Regions from separate parts of the Mus musculus genome. Here region 2 is linked to region 1. The links are chromatin contacts, called in public promoter capture Hi-C maps. All regions are on one chromosome and are shown on one strand. Each heading gives the region's core, a stretch centred on a gene start, on an enhancer-like site or on the middle of the called end of the contact. The rest is flanking DNA. Distances are from core to core; before and after follow the strand shown.

Region 1 (6,052 bases), core at 581-3,080:
AGAAACCCTGTCTCAAAAAAAAAAAAAAAAAAAAAAAAAAAAAAAAATCCAAAATAAATAAATAAATAAAAAAGAATGTTTTCTCCGCGTCCAATCAGTTTATTGGGGGAAAGTAACGAAAGAATTAAAAGGAAAACCATTCATTCAGACCATTCTTGTATCTCCCACTGAGCCTGCTGTTCCCATCCTAGTAACTACTGTCAAGTTGGGCATAGTGCCGACACCTGTAAACCAATACTCAGGAGACAGAGGCAGGAGATTGAAAGTTGACACTCAGCCTGAGTTATATAGCAACATTGTCTCAAAAACAGTAACTAACAGCTCCTTTTTTTGGTTTTTCAAGACAGGGTTTCTCTGTATAGCCCTGGCTGTCCTGGAGCTCACTCTGTAGACCAGGCTGGTCTTGAACTCAGAAATCCGCCTGCCTCTGCCTCCCAAGTGCTGGGATTAAACGTGTGCACCACCACTGCCTGGCTAGCGGTGACTCTTAAATCCTACTGATGCCCAACGTCCTCTGTCATTTGAAAACAATCATAATATTTTGAGCTGACTCACTTTGTCCACAGGATCAACGGCATCCCTTCCAGTGTCACTCAAAGATATTCAATAAGGAAAAGAGTAATGGTTCTGTTATTTAACTGCAGGTTGGCAAGATCCATCTCAGCCCCTTACGCTTACCTTGTCAGCCATAAGACACGGGGGTAGATCTAAGATGACCAATGAGACGCCATACTCATGGTGACAGGACTTTCCCCATTCCTATCAAGTCCCTACGTGGCACGTTCATCCTTCATACCAAGCAGACGCTTTTTGAGTGAGAAAAGAAAAAAAAGATGAATGTTTCTGTCCATTTAGTTTGTGTTTTCTAATTGAGGGCCTTTTCCATTTTTGTTTGTTTGGTTGGTTGGCTGGTTTTTTGTTCTGCTTTGTTTTGGGGGTGGGTTGGGGGGTGGGACAGGGTTTCTCTGTATTTCTCAGTTTATTAACGACTGATTTTGAAATTTAAGCTAACTGCTGTGCTCAGTGAACTTCTGAATTCTGGAGCTCAAGAGGGTGACACTGACTAGAAAGGATCCTAGAGACTACGCTGAGTGTAGCTCATCTCGGTACTGCACATCTGGGCTGAGATTTTATTTTTACAGGATGAAATTTAAAAAGAAAAAAAAAATAAATCACCATGGCCCCATTCAGTCTACCTACCTTTATAAAGGAGAAATCTCCAGCTGCTGTTTTTCCATTTATGTTTTTCTAAGGACAATGCATGTCTGGCAAAGGGGTGTGGCCTTCACCCTAATAAAAGAGACAGAGTGGAAAGTCAGAAGGCCTCCACATCCTAGTCCAACGTGGATGGTGTCGCTGAAGAAGTGTGCAGGGAGCCATCGTACAGTCACTGCAGGGACCGGGGGCCTAAGATGCTTCGGTTCTATAACCGGAACATCTCCCGCCAAGTGGGTCTCGCCAGACGTGCTAGCTGGTTGCCCATAGCAACTTGCACGGCCGGTGCAGACGCCACCCAGTCTCTGCTTGAGTCAAAAGTGGGGGGCCTCCCCGGAACTCAGAGTTCGCGTCTTCTACCCAGGGAGCAACCGGAAAGGCCCGCGTTGTTCCCAAGAGACATCCTGCCCCCGAGGTCCCCTCTGCTTCCGCCGCAGCCATCCCTCCCACCACATCCGCTCCTCCCCAACGATCAACACCTTCCTCCTCCTCCCCTGCCCAGCCCTGACGGTTCCTCATACCACCCTCACCCGGACAGGCCTCTAGGCCGCCCTCAAGCTGCCACGGTGGTCCTAGCACGCATGCGCCTCGCGCGGACGCACCTCACCCTTTCACGCATGCCCCGCCCACACCGCCCACTAGCAAGACCCGTCTTCCCGCCCCTCAATCGTCGCCCCGCCTCCTATCTGCGCTCTTCCCTCCTAAGGCTCCTCCTCCAAACACTGAGCCCGCCCCACTCCTCCAGAAAGGCCCCGCCCATGTGCTGTAACCCCGCCCCGAAGGCGTGACCTCTGTCCATTTCACAACACTCACGCTGTGTGTGGTTGACTAAAGTAGTAAGGGGGCGATGTAGTGTCGGACAGTCCCCAGTCGTCGCTGTTTCGCGTCGGCCCTCACGGGGGCGCCGCGACCCGCTCCTCGCGGGCGGTGCAGGGTCACGGAACCACCTGCCGTGGGCTGAGCCTGAGTAATTTAACCACTGGGTCCAAATAAGTCAGCCGTGTCCGCGGCTTGACACATCACCCGCTTGGACTTTCCCTTCTTAGTCGGTTTGCCCGACTGTCGCGGCCTCACCGCTGTCAGGAAGCAGGGCTGCATCCTAGGGCGTGGGGCATAGGGTTGCCTTTGGTACTTGGGGAACTAAGAGCTTAGAGCTCGGACCCCCAGGAGACTCTGGAAGGGGAAACCCCAGGGCCAGATCTCCTGATCCCCGCCCCCAGCATATACCTATTCAATCCTTTTGCATCTCTGGGCGCTTCTGGCCCCAGGAAGGTCAAACAAGGGGATGATGCCACTATTTTATCAACATCCTCTCATCCTTGGAAGTTAAAGACTGCATACCCCACATGTCTGTACCCTTCTTCCTACCCAACCCCCAAACTTTTTGCTCTCTTCTTGCCTTGTGCACACTGCTCTAATTATCCTTGCCCAGTTATTATAACAAGGCTCATATATGTTGTCCTTACTGCCCTTACCAAGTTGACAAAAGTGGCTTATTTGGGGAGGGTCTCCTGTCAAGGCTGGCCTTGAACTCACTATGTAGCAGAGAATGTTCCTGTGTCTGACTTCTGAGCACTGTATACACACATACAGAGAGAGACACATACATGTATATTCTTTCAAATTTTCATACTTCGGTTATATTTCCCCAGGACCCCCTCTGATCCTCTTTCTCCTCCCATGAGGTCACTCCCCAACAACCTGACCATTTTTTTCTCCCGGGACATTTTTAATCAGCTGTAGACATGATGCCCCTTTAGTGTAAATACTCCAGAGCATGCTTCTAAACAAGCAATTTTTTCTAAGTAGTCACAGGACACCTACACTGGGAATTCCTACCAATCACTCTGATTGCAGTCTAACACCACAAGGTTCCTGCTTTCCATTTTTCTGTGTGCACTCCCTTCCATACTAATGAAAAGTCTGTCTCCCACTATTCATAATTTACTTCTGCATTTAACTGCTCTGTGGTACAATATGCACTGAGGGTAATTTCAGAATAACTAATCCATATCATTGCAGACAAATAGTCCTGCCAATAATCAGAAATTATTCATGGTCCCGTGTAGCCAGAGGATGCACAGTAGGCTTTGCAGTTTACATCATCTAGGTGAATTCTTCCCTACTCAGTCCAGCACCACATCTGACCTGAAACTTACTAGATAGCCTAGGCTGGCCACAGATTCACAACTATCTCCTGCCTCAGCCTCTGGGGTGGTAGGATCACAAGTATGCATAATCACACCCATTGTTAAATGTGTCACTCTTTTCTCTTTCTTTCTTTCTTTCTTTCTTTCTTTCTTTCTTTCTTTCTTTCTTTCTTTCTTTCATCACATAACATGGCAGATGCGTGGTGCATACTTTTAAACCCAGCACCATGGGAGGCAGAGTCAGTTAGAGATAGGCTTTATAATCTCCTTTGAAACACACCTCCCTGCAGACCTGTAAGGGAGTTTCTTGATTAGGTTAAGTGAGGTAGAAAGACCGAACTTAAATGTTTGTGGCACCATCACGTGGTCAGGGGGCCTGGACTGAAGGCAAACACCCAGAGAGTCATAGCTCTCTGGGTCTAGACTGTGGACACAATGTAACTAGCTGCCTCTGGCTTAAGCTGCCATGCCTCTCCCACAGTAATATAGATTGAGTCCTCTGAAACTATAAGCTAAAATGGGCTTCTCCTTAAGTTTCCACTCCTCAGTCATTTGGTCACAGCAGTGAGAGAGGTGACTAGCACAGGAGGAGACTAGATGACGACCAGTGTGGCCCCCCATGAATTGGATTGGTGGCACTATGAGACTTCAGACCACAGCATATTACTTAAGAACCGAACAGTAGAGTTGACAGACAGCACCTACTAGCACGCTGATCTTGAGTTCCACAACTCCCAGAACTGTGAGAAATGAATTTCTGTTGTTCTTATAGGCATCTGGAGAGGTGTGTCAGTCTGTTAAGATGTCATATGGAGGTAGAAAAGGCTAGTGAAGGACTCATGTGTGTGCAGGGTTATGGACTAAGCCCTGGTTCTCAGAGGCAAACTGGCAGAGGGCCAGCTCATCTCCTGAGAGGAAGCCCCAGAGTGTGAATGTGGGAATGGCTTCCCTGAGGCCATACTGGGTTTCCCAGAAAAGGGCAATGTCCCAACTGTGCTCTAAAAACGGTAGGCAGTTAACAGCCTGAGAACTCCACAAATGTGGACAAAGTCTGAATTTTCTTTCTGTTTTTAAATTTTAGAGTATTTATTTGTGTGTGGGGTGTGTGTGTGTGTATGTGTTGAGCTTGCACATTCTCATACACATGCCACAACAGACAAATGAAGGTAAGAGAGAACTTCAGGTCTCTTTCCATCATGTACGCTCTGGGATCAAACTCAGGTCCTCAGCCCTATCTGGCATCAAGTGCCCTTACCCATCCAGCTATCACGGCCCTCCCCCTTTTTCATGTCTTGCTATTGATCAGGTCTCACTTTGTAGCTCAGGCTGGTCTAGAACTCACGATGTTACTCAGGTTGACTTCGAACTGATAGCAATTAGCAATCCTCCTGCATCTACCTTCTTTTTTTTTTTTTTTTTTTAAATATATTTCCATCTGCCTTTTTTTTTAAAGATTTATTTATTTATTTATTTATTATATGTAAGTACACTGTAGCTGTCTTCAGACACTCCAGAAGAGGGAGTCAGATCTCGTTACGGATGGTTGTGAGCCACCATGTGGTTGCTGGGATTTGAACTCCAGACCTTCGGAAGAGCAGTCAGGTGCTCTTACCCACTGAGCCATCTCACCAGCCCCCTGCATCTACCTTCTAAGGGTTAGAATTACAGGGATGAATTCCTGCAACTGAATCTTTTTCCAAATCTTGTTTAAAAATTGTTTTAAGCACATGGGTAGGCGCTTAAACAATGGCACATGTGTAGAGGCTAAGGAGTGATTCTCTCCTTCCACAGTGGCTTCCAGGAGTCAAATGCAAGTCTTCAGGCATGCGCAGCAAGCACCTTTATCCACTGAGCCACCTCACTGACCTAAAAGTCTGAGTCTGAAATTACTAGTTTTTTTTTTTTTAATTATGTGTATGTCTGTGGGTAGATATGTGCACATGAGTGCAGGTGCCTGTGGTGGCCAGAAGAGGGCATCCAATCCCATGGAGCTGGAGTTTCAGGTGGTTGTCAACTGATTAGGTGCCTGGAACCAAATCCATGCCCTTTCCAAGACCAGCACACACTGAGGTGCCACGCCATCTCTCCAGACTACTGCCTCCATGTTACGTTCTGCTGCACAGCTTTCAAGCCTCACGACCAGTATGTTTTATGCTTTTTTTAATTTTATTTTTATATTTATTTATTTTATTATTTGGGCTAAACTCTTCTTCTGTAGCTCAGACTGGCTTGGAACTTGCTAGAAAGCCAGCCCAGGTGGGCCTTGAACTCAAGGCAGTTCTCCTGCCTGTCCGTTCCTGGCACTGGGGTTATAGGCATGGATCATTACACCCTATTTTAATCTATTTTAGGCTAACCTATTTTAACATGAGGTTAAGAAGTTCTCAACCATTTACTCCCTAGTATGAATTCATGTCCATTATATTTCTCTTTTTCTCCGGCCCTTAGCTGATATCTACTGTTAGCATTTCTTCTAGGCTCCGCCCCACAGTTACCTGGCAACAGCCAGGTGTGCCTGACTCACTATAAAAGGCTCTTCTTGACCCCCTCCTCTCTCTCTTGCTCTTCTTACTCCCTTCTTCTCTTCTCTCCCTGTCTCTTCTCTCCCCACTCCCCTCCCACTCTCTTTCCAAGTGTCATGGCCTGCCTCCTCTCCTTTTCCCTTTCCCTCTTCCTCCCTTCTCTCT
Region 2 (6,053 bases), core at 3,151-5,650, 830 kb before region 1:
CCATCAGACTGCGTCTGGGGACCCTAATGCAAGAGCTAGGGGAAGGACTAAAGGAGCTGAAGGGGATTGCAACCTCATAGGAAGAACAATATCAACTAACTGGATTACCCAGAGCTCCCAGAGACTAAACCACCAACCAAAGAGTACACATGGAGGGAGCCGTATGTATATATATATATATATATATGTAGCAGGGGATGGCCTTATCTGACATCAATGGGAGGGGAGGGAGGCTTGATGCCCCAACGTAGGGGGATACTAGAGTGGTGAGGTGGGAGTGGGTGAGTGGGTAGAGGAGCACCCTCATAGAGACAAGGGGGAGGGGGGAAAAGGAGGATGAGATGGGGGGGTTGCAGATAACCAGGAAGGGGGATATTGTTTGAAATGTAAATGAATGCAGTGATTAATTTTTAAAAAAGGAAAAAAAAATACTAAAGATCCTAACTATAATCTGCTCTAAGTGTATAAGTTTTTAAATCTCAATTATTAGTGCTATTTTTAAAATTTTATGCATTCTAATGGGTTATCCTCTTTCTCTCCTATTTTAGCTAATTTACATAGTTTCTTAGATTGAAGTGTAAATTCTATATAGTCTATTACGCTACAGTGTCTGTTAACTTCAGTTCTTAGTCTACTAGTGAACGCCACCACCACCCTCCATTCTCCATTCTACTGACTTGCTTAAGTCTTCGTTGTGGGATTCCAGGAATGCTAATGATATCAAGAGAACAAGAACAATCAGAGCATATAACTATTTTCCACCTGAGGCAGGGTTTCTCTGTGTAGCCCTGTCTGTCCCCTTGCCTCTGCTCACCAAGTGCTGGGATTAAAGGCATGTGCCACCACTGAAATAACCATTTTTTTTTTAGGGAAAATTTGTATTTACAATTTTTTAGACATTATTAATGAATTTAATCCCCACAATAATCATATATATATATATATATGTTTCATACATATGTCAACATTTCTTTTTCTCATTTTAATGGATGAAAAAATATTGAGAGGGAAGTGTTTAGAGAAACGTTGTAAGATCACAGTACTAACTTTTCTTCCAGGGCATACAAACTAACTGCTATGATATTGTCCCTGTTATTAAGATCTTCTCCTGTCTACTGCACCTGAAATATGACAAATGAAACACATGTGCACACATCCACTCTTTAAGTTTTCATTTTCTCTTCTTTTTAAGCACAGGGCCTTCAAAGGTCTGTACCAGGTCTTCTGCACAAATGTTATAGAGTTACCTTGGTGCTTTTTGTCTGACTCCTAACAGTGAGAGGGGTGACTCTTTGGGACTCTTTAGATGACTCTGCTCCTGGGACTCTTTTCCTCCTATTGAGTTGCCATGTCCAGTCTTGATATGAGGGCTTTTACCTTGTTTCATTATATTTTGTTTTGTCCTGATTAATTTTTGTCTCTTGGAAGCCTGCTCTTTTCAGTAGGGAAATGGAGGAAGTCGATCTGGGGGCCGGGGGCGGGAAAGGGAGGGAGAACTGGGATGAGCGGAGAGAGGGAAAACTGTGATCAGAATGTATTGTATGGGAGAGGCATGTATTATTTATCTTTAAAAATTGTGTTGTAACACGAATTAATGAAAAAGAGGCCATGGATTTGAAAGCGGGCTGGATGGGAATGTTTGGAGGGAGAAAGGATCGGGACGCAGTGGCGCACTATATAATCATCTCAAAAAAATAAAAGAAAAAAATCTAAACGCGTATGTTACGTGCACGAATGTCATGTGTGTACACATGTGTGGATGGAATGCCAGAGGAGGCCAGAGAAAAGCGCTAGGTGTCCGCTTTATCATGCTCTGCCTTATTTCTTTGAGACAGAGTCTCTGGCTGGATTTGCTGAGCTGGAGGCCAGTAAGCGGCCAGTAAGCATCAGTAAGTCCTCTGTAGTGGTAGCTCGTACGCACATGCGCGGTCTCATTCTGTTTGTTTATATTGGTGTTGGGATCTGAGCACATGCGTTTACCCTCTAAGCCACCTCTCTATCCCTGGGTTTTCATTTTCTATATATCGCAGTGATTGGACAAAACATCTATATCCATATTCTTCCCTGGAATAGAAGATGTGAGATTTTTTTTTCTAGACTGTATTTAGCAGTCATGCAGCACACCTAGATTCTTGTAGGAAAATGAGTTGTAGATTGTCCACCTGTCAGTGTTAAAGACTGAATCACAGAAAAACTGAGACACCAGAGGCCTAGATCTTAATCCAATATATTCCAGATGTACTTCGTTACCTGAAATGCTACTCATGACGAAATTTTAAATTCTCTTTTTGGTTTTAGAACCTACTGGGTATACCCTCACTCTTCACTTAGTTTTCCAATTGTTTATTACTTTTTAGTATCCTTTATTCTTTTTTGTTTGTTTGTTTTGTTTTGTTTTGTTTTGTTTTGTTTTTGTTTTTGTTTTTTGTTTTGTTTTTGTTTTTTGGTTTTTGTTTTTTGAGACAGGGTTTCTCTGTATAACCCTGGCTGTCCTGGAACTCACTTTGTAGACCAGGCTGGCCTCGAACCCAGAAATCTGCCTGCCTCTGCCTCCCAAGTGCTGGGATTAAAGGCGTGCGCCACCACCCTTTATTCATTATTTTTAAGTTTAGTTATACATCTCAATTTCTAACTTGGAATATATTTTTCCCAATATTTCCAGGTCCTAGCTGGAGGCTGCGTCTGTCTTCCTCATCATGTTAGGTCGCTATTTGTAGGATTATCTTTACATTCAAAGTTAAAAATAGTGTCACCACAATAAATGAGGCATATTAAAGAGAACAGCCTAGCTCCAATTCAGTGAGAGACACTATCTCAAATAAATATGAGAAAAATAGGCCAATAAAACACATACATAAAACAGCGAGAAAGCAGTAAATATATTTAAGAAATTGATGTTATTAAAGCTGTGAGTTTTAATAAAATTTTAAGAAAAGCAGAATAAAAAAAGATTTGCCTCTGACTCTTTTGCCCACCCTTGGGACCCTTCTCCTCCTGTTGGCTCGACTCATCCAGCCTTGATATGAATGCATGCGCTGAGCCTATGAGTGCATGCGCCTAGACTTACTGAACTTTTATGGCCTATTTGATTGCTATCCCTGGGAGGCCTGCTCCTTTCTGAAGGGAAATGGAGGAGGACTAGAACTTGGGAAGAGGGGAGATGTGGGGGAGGGACTGGAAGGAGTGGAAGTAGAGGAAACTGGGGTTAGGATGTAATTTATGAGCGCAAAACAGACAAACAAGAAATTAAAAAAAAAACCCTAGCAATTAAATGCACAATATAAAACTTCTAAGAAAGAACTTTTCATTAAGCATTAGCTACCAAAAAATAGAATATAAAGAATCAAACAACTATGGCAATAAAATTAATAGAAATCTGAATTATATTCTAGGCTACTTCAAAAGATTCGTTCTACTATCGAAACAAATTTTTTAAGTGTTGTGACATTTTCCCCCTACAGTCCTGAGGCCTTTAGAATACCCTTGTTAACATGTTTGTTTTGACAGTTTTCAAGATAAAAGGCACGCTATTTCACTTGTGTCTACTTTTAAAAGTAGAATTAACTGCCAAGTATATTATCATGGCTGGAACTGTTACTGTCTTAAACTTGTCCCCTATACTCTGGAACATCTCTCTGATTTAGATTTAGTAACACATGTGGATAAAAGAGTCCTGACAAATATTTGAGATTTCTCAACTCCTGGACTTCGCTTTTTCTGTTTTGACATTTGCTGTGGCGGGTCAAAAGTTTTCAGTGCCTTTCAGATACACTGTGCAGCAAGGACAGAATGGAGTTCAGGTAGGCTAGTATTAGTGCATAAAAATTGGAAATCTTTTATGTATTTTAGTCACAAGATAAATCTATTTTATTAATGTACTTAACCCATAAAATCCCACACAGCTGTGACCAGAGTAGGAGAAACATGTTTTAAAATAGTATTTCATTTGTCTACCGTCAGACTATCTCCAAGGCAGAGATAGGGATTGCTTTACCTTTAAAGGAAAAAATAGAAAAGAAGAGAAACTCCCAGCTTCAGCAACTTTTCCCAGTTAGTGTGAGTTTGCCAAATTGAAAACTGACGTCTATGTTTAGCTATGCAGAGTGAGAAATCATGAAAACTTGTATTTCTCATACAAGTCCTTAGATAACATTTTTATTCTAGGGTTTTTGTTGTTGTTGTTGGGTTGGTTTTTTTTTTTTTTTGTTTTTGTTTTTGTTTTGTTTTATTTTGATTTTTTGTCTTCTTTCCAATCTTGATCTCATCATATCTGAAGGGCTTGAGCAAGTTTTCCTTATCTGCTTTATTTTTTCCGGAGTTGAAAGGGGGTGAATGAACAGACACAGGGTTTGTTTTATTCTCAACCAATCACAGAACAGGGTTTTCCCAGGAGAGAGAGAGAGAGAGAGAGGACACAGAAAACAAAACAGATTCATCATGTGCAGCCTGGAGTGACCACATCCCCTTTCGGAAAGCAGTGTGCAAAGGAACCGCGGAGAGCAGCCACCTACTTAAGAAATGTTTACGGAAGGAGAGAAAGTGCTCAAAGGGATGCACTAGGAAAAGAAGCCTGCCTGTTCCGGGAGTGCGAATATTCCTCAGTAGTGAGTGAAGCTTACTGCTGTTTTTGTGCTCTGCCGAATAAATGGGTGGATATTGCCAAGTTCAATCTGTTATTCAGATGGTTTGTAGACACTTAAGTATCTTAAAGTGATTTAAGAGCTAATTTTTATTTCCCCCGCCCCAACCGAATTTTATTTCGAAAATACAGCTGTAGATTCTAGCTTGCTTCCATTGTAGCCAAGGAAAGAACTGTATTGCATTTTGTCATGTAAATTTAGGAAAGATTAAATTGAAAGATCATGAAAACTAAAATGGGTTTTAAAATTTGTTTATTTGAAAAATTGCTGGGTAAAACTATGTTCTCTCTCTTCTTTTTCTTTCTTTCTTTTTTCCTTCCTTCCTTCCTTCCTTCCTTCCTTCCTTCCTTCCTTCCTTCCTTCCTTCCTAACTTATTTTGAACTTTGCTTTCTGCATTTTGAGTGTCATTTCTATTTACAAAGTTGAGAGAAGCCTTATTCTTCTGGTGAGTCAGAATCAAGTAATTTCGAGTATTGATTATTATTTTAAAGCTCAGTTCTTCTGGTAAGAGTTATTCAGTTAAATTTTTATTATATTTAAATCTGAAGATAAGTATTATGAACATATTTCACTGGGATTGTATCCGATGAATTTATCATTCAGGCGAGTTTAAGCAATCAAAATTTTGTTGTTGATTTGTTTAGTTTTTTTTTTTTCCTAAAATGCAAGGAACAAAAATGAGTGTTGATGGGGTGAAACCAAGAGATTACTTTATTCACATCATTGAATTCTGATCTAAAATATTATTATATGTGTTCTGCACCCTAATGGCGTCCCCCCCCCCCATTGGAATGTTCTGTTTTATTGTAGAAGTGTGATGATAACCACGCCCTATCATCACCGTCACCCGTCCCTCCACATAGCTTAAAGAGAATGCATTTGAGGTAAATTTAGTCTTAAATCGTTGCATTAATATTTTACATTGCATTATAGTTCTTAAGTGTGGTAAATATTTGAGTCAGAAATAGAGTCAAGGTTTTTCCAACTCCGCTTCTGGTTTTGGTTTATTGTTTGTTTGCTTAATGAGCAGGTGAGGCAAGTATGAAGGAGCTAAGTGTGCACGTGCGCCAGCAGACCCGCGCCCTTCTGCACAAGATTCTGCTCAAGAAATGGCGGAGGAAGAGAGAGAGCTTATTGGTAGGTGCAGACATTCCACCCTCTCCTCAGCCTCCTTTCCCCACCTGAGTTTCAAATAATATTTCAAAGATTACAGCTTAACCAGCAGGCTATAGTTATTACTTTTGAGGTAGGTACTTCTATCTATGTTTGTTTGATTGAGAAACTCATAACGGTCTGTGACCAATACCATAGAACTTAGTAATATATATATATATATATATATATATATATATATAATTTTTTAAAGGGATAAAGGAAAAATTAAATTGTATGGTAAAATTGCAGCAAAGGTT

What was found. Promoter capture Hi-C pulls out the DNA fragments that hold promoters and counts their contacts.
Region 2: a contact with region 1 is called in a promoter capture Hi-C map of hippocampal neurons, with 4 times the contacts expected there. The contact joins the promoter of Abca6 here to the promoter of Amz2 in region 1. A contact is called at or near these places in 1 of 39 promoter capture datasets (hippocampal neurons) and 1 of 115 datasets of contacts at active chromatin or transcription factors (stem cell-derived neural progenitor cells).

The regions. Positions count from the first base shown.
Region 1 is chr11:109,421,724-109,427,775 of GRCm38.p6, reverse strand. Amz2 (archaelysin family metallopeptidase 2) reads right to left here and starts at 1,830. Exons shown (of 9, transcript NM_025275.4): 1 at 1,746-1,830; 2 at 1,201-1,290; 3 at 679-806. The coding sequence starts at 690.
Region 2 is chr11:110,250,123-110,256,175 of GRCm38.p6, reverse strand. Abca6 (ATP-binding cassette, sub-family A (ABC1), member 6) reads left to right here and starts at 4,400. Exons shown (of 39, transcript NM_147218.2): 1 at 4,400-4,604; 2 at 5,672-5,778. The coding sequence starts at 5,683.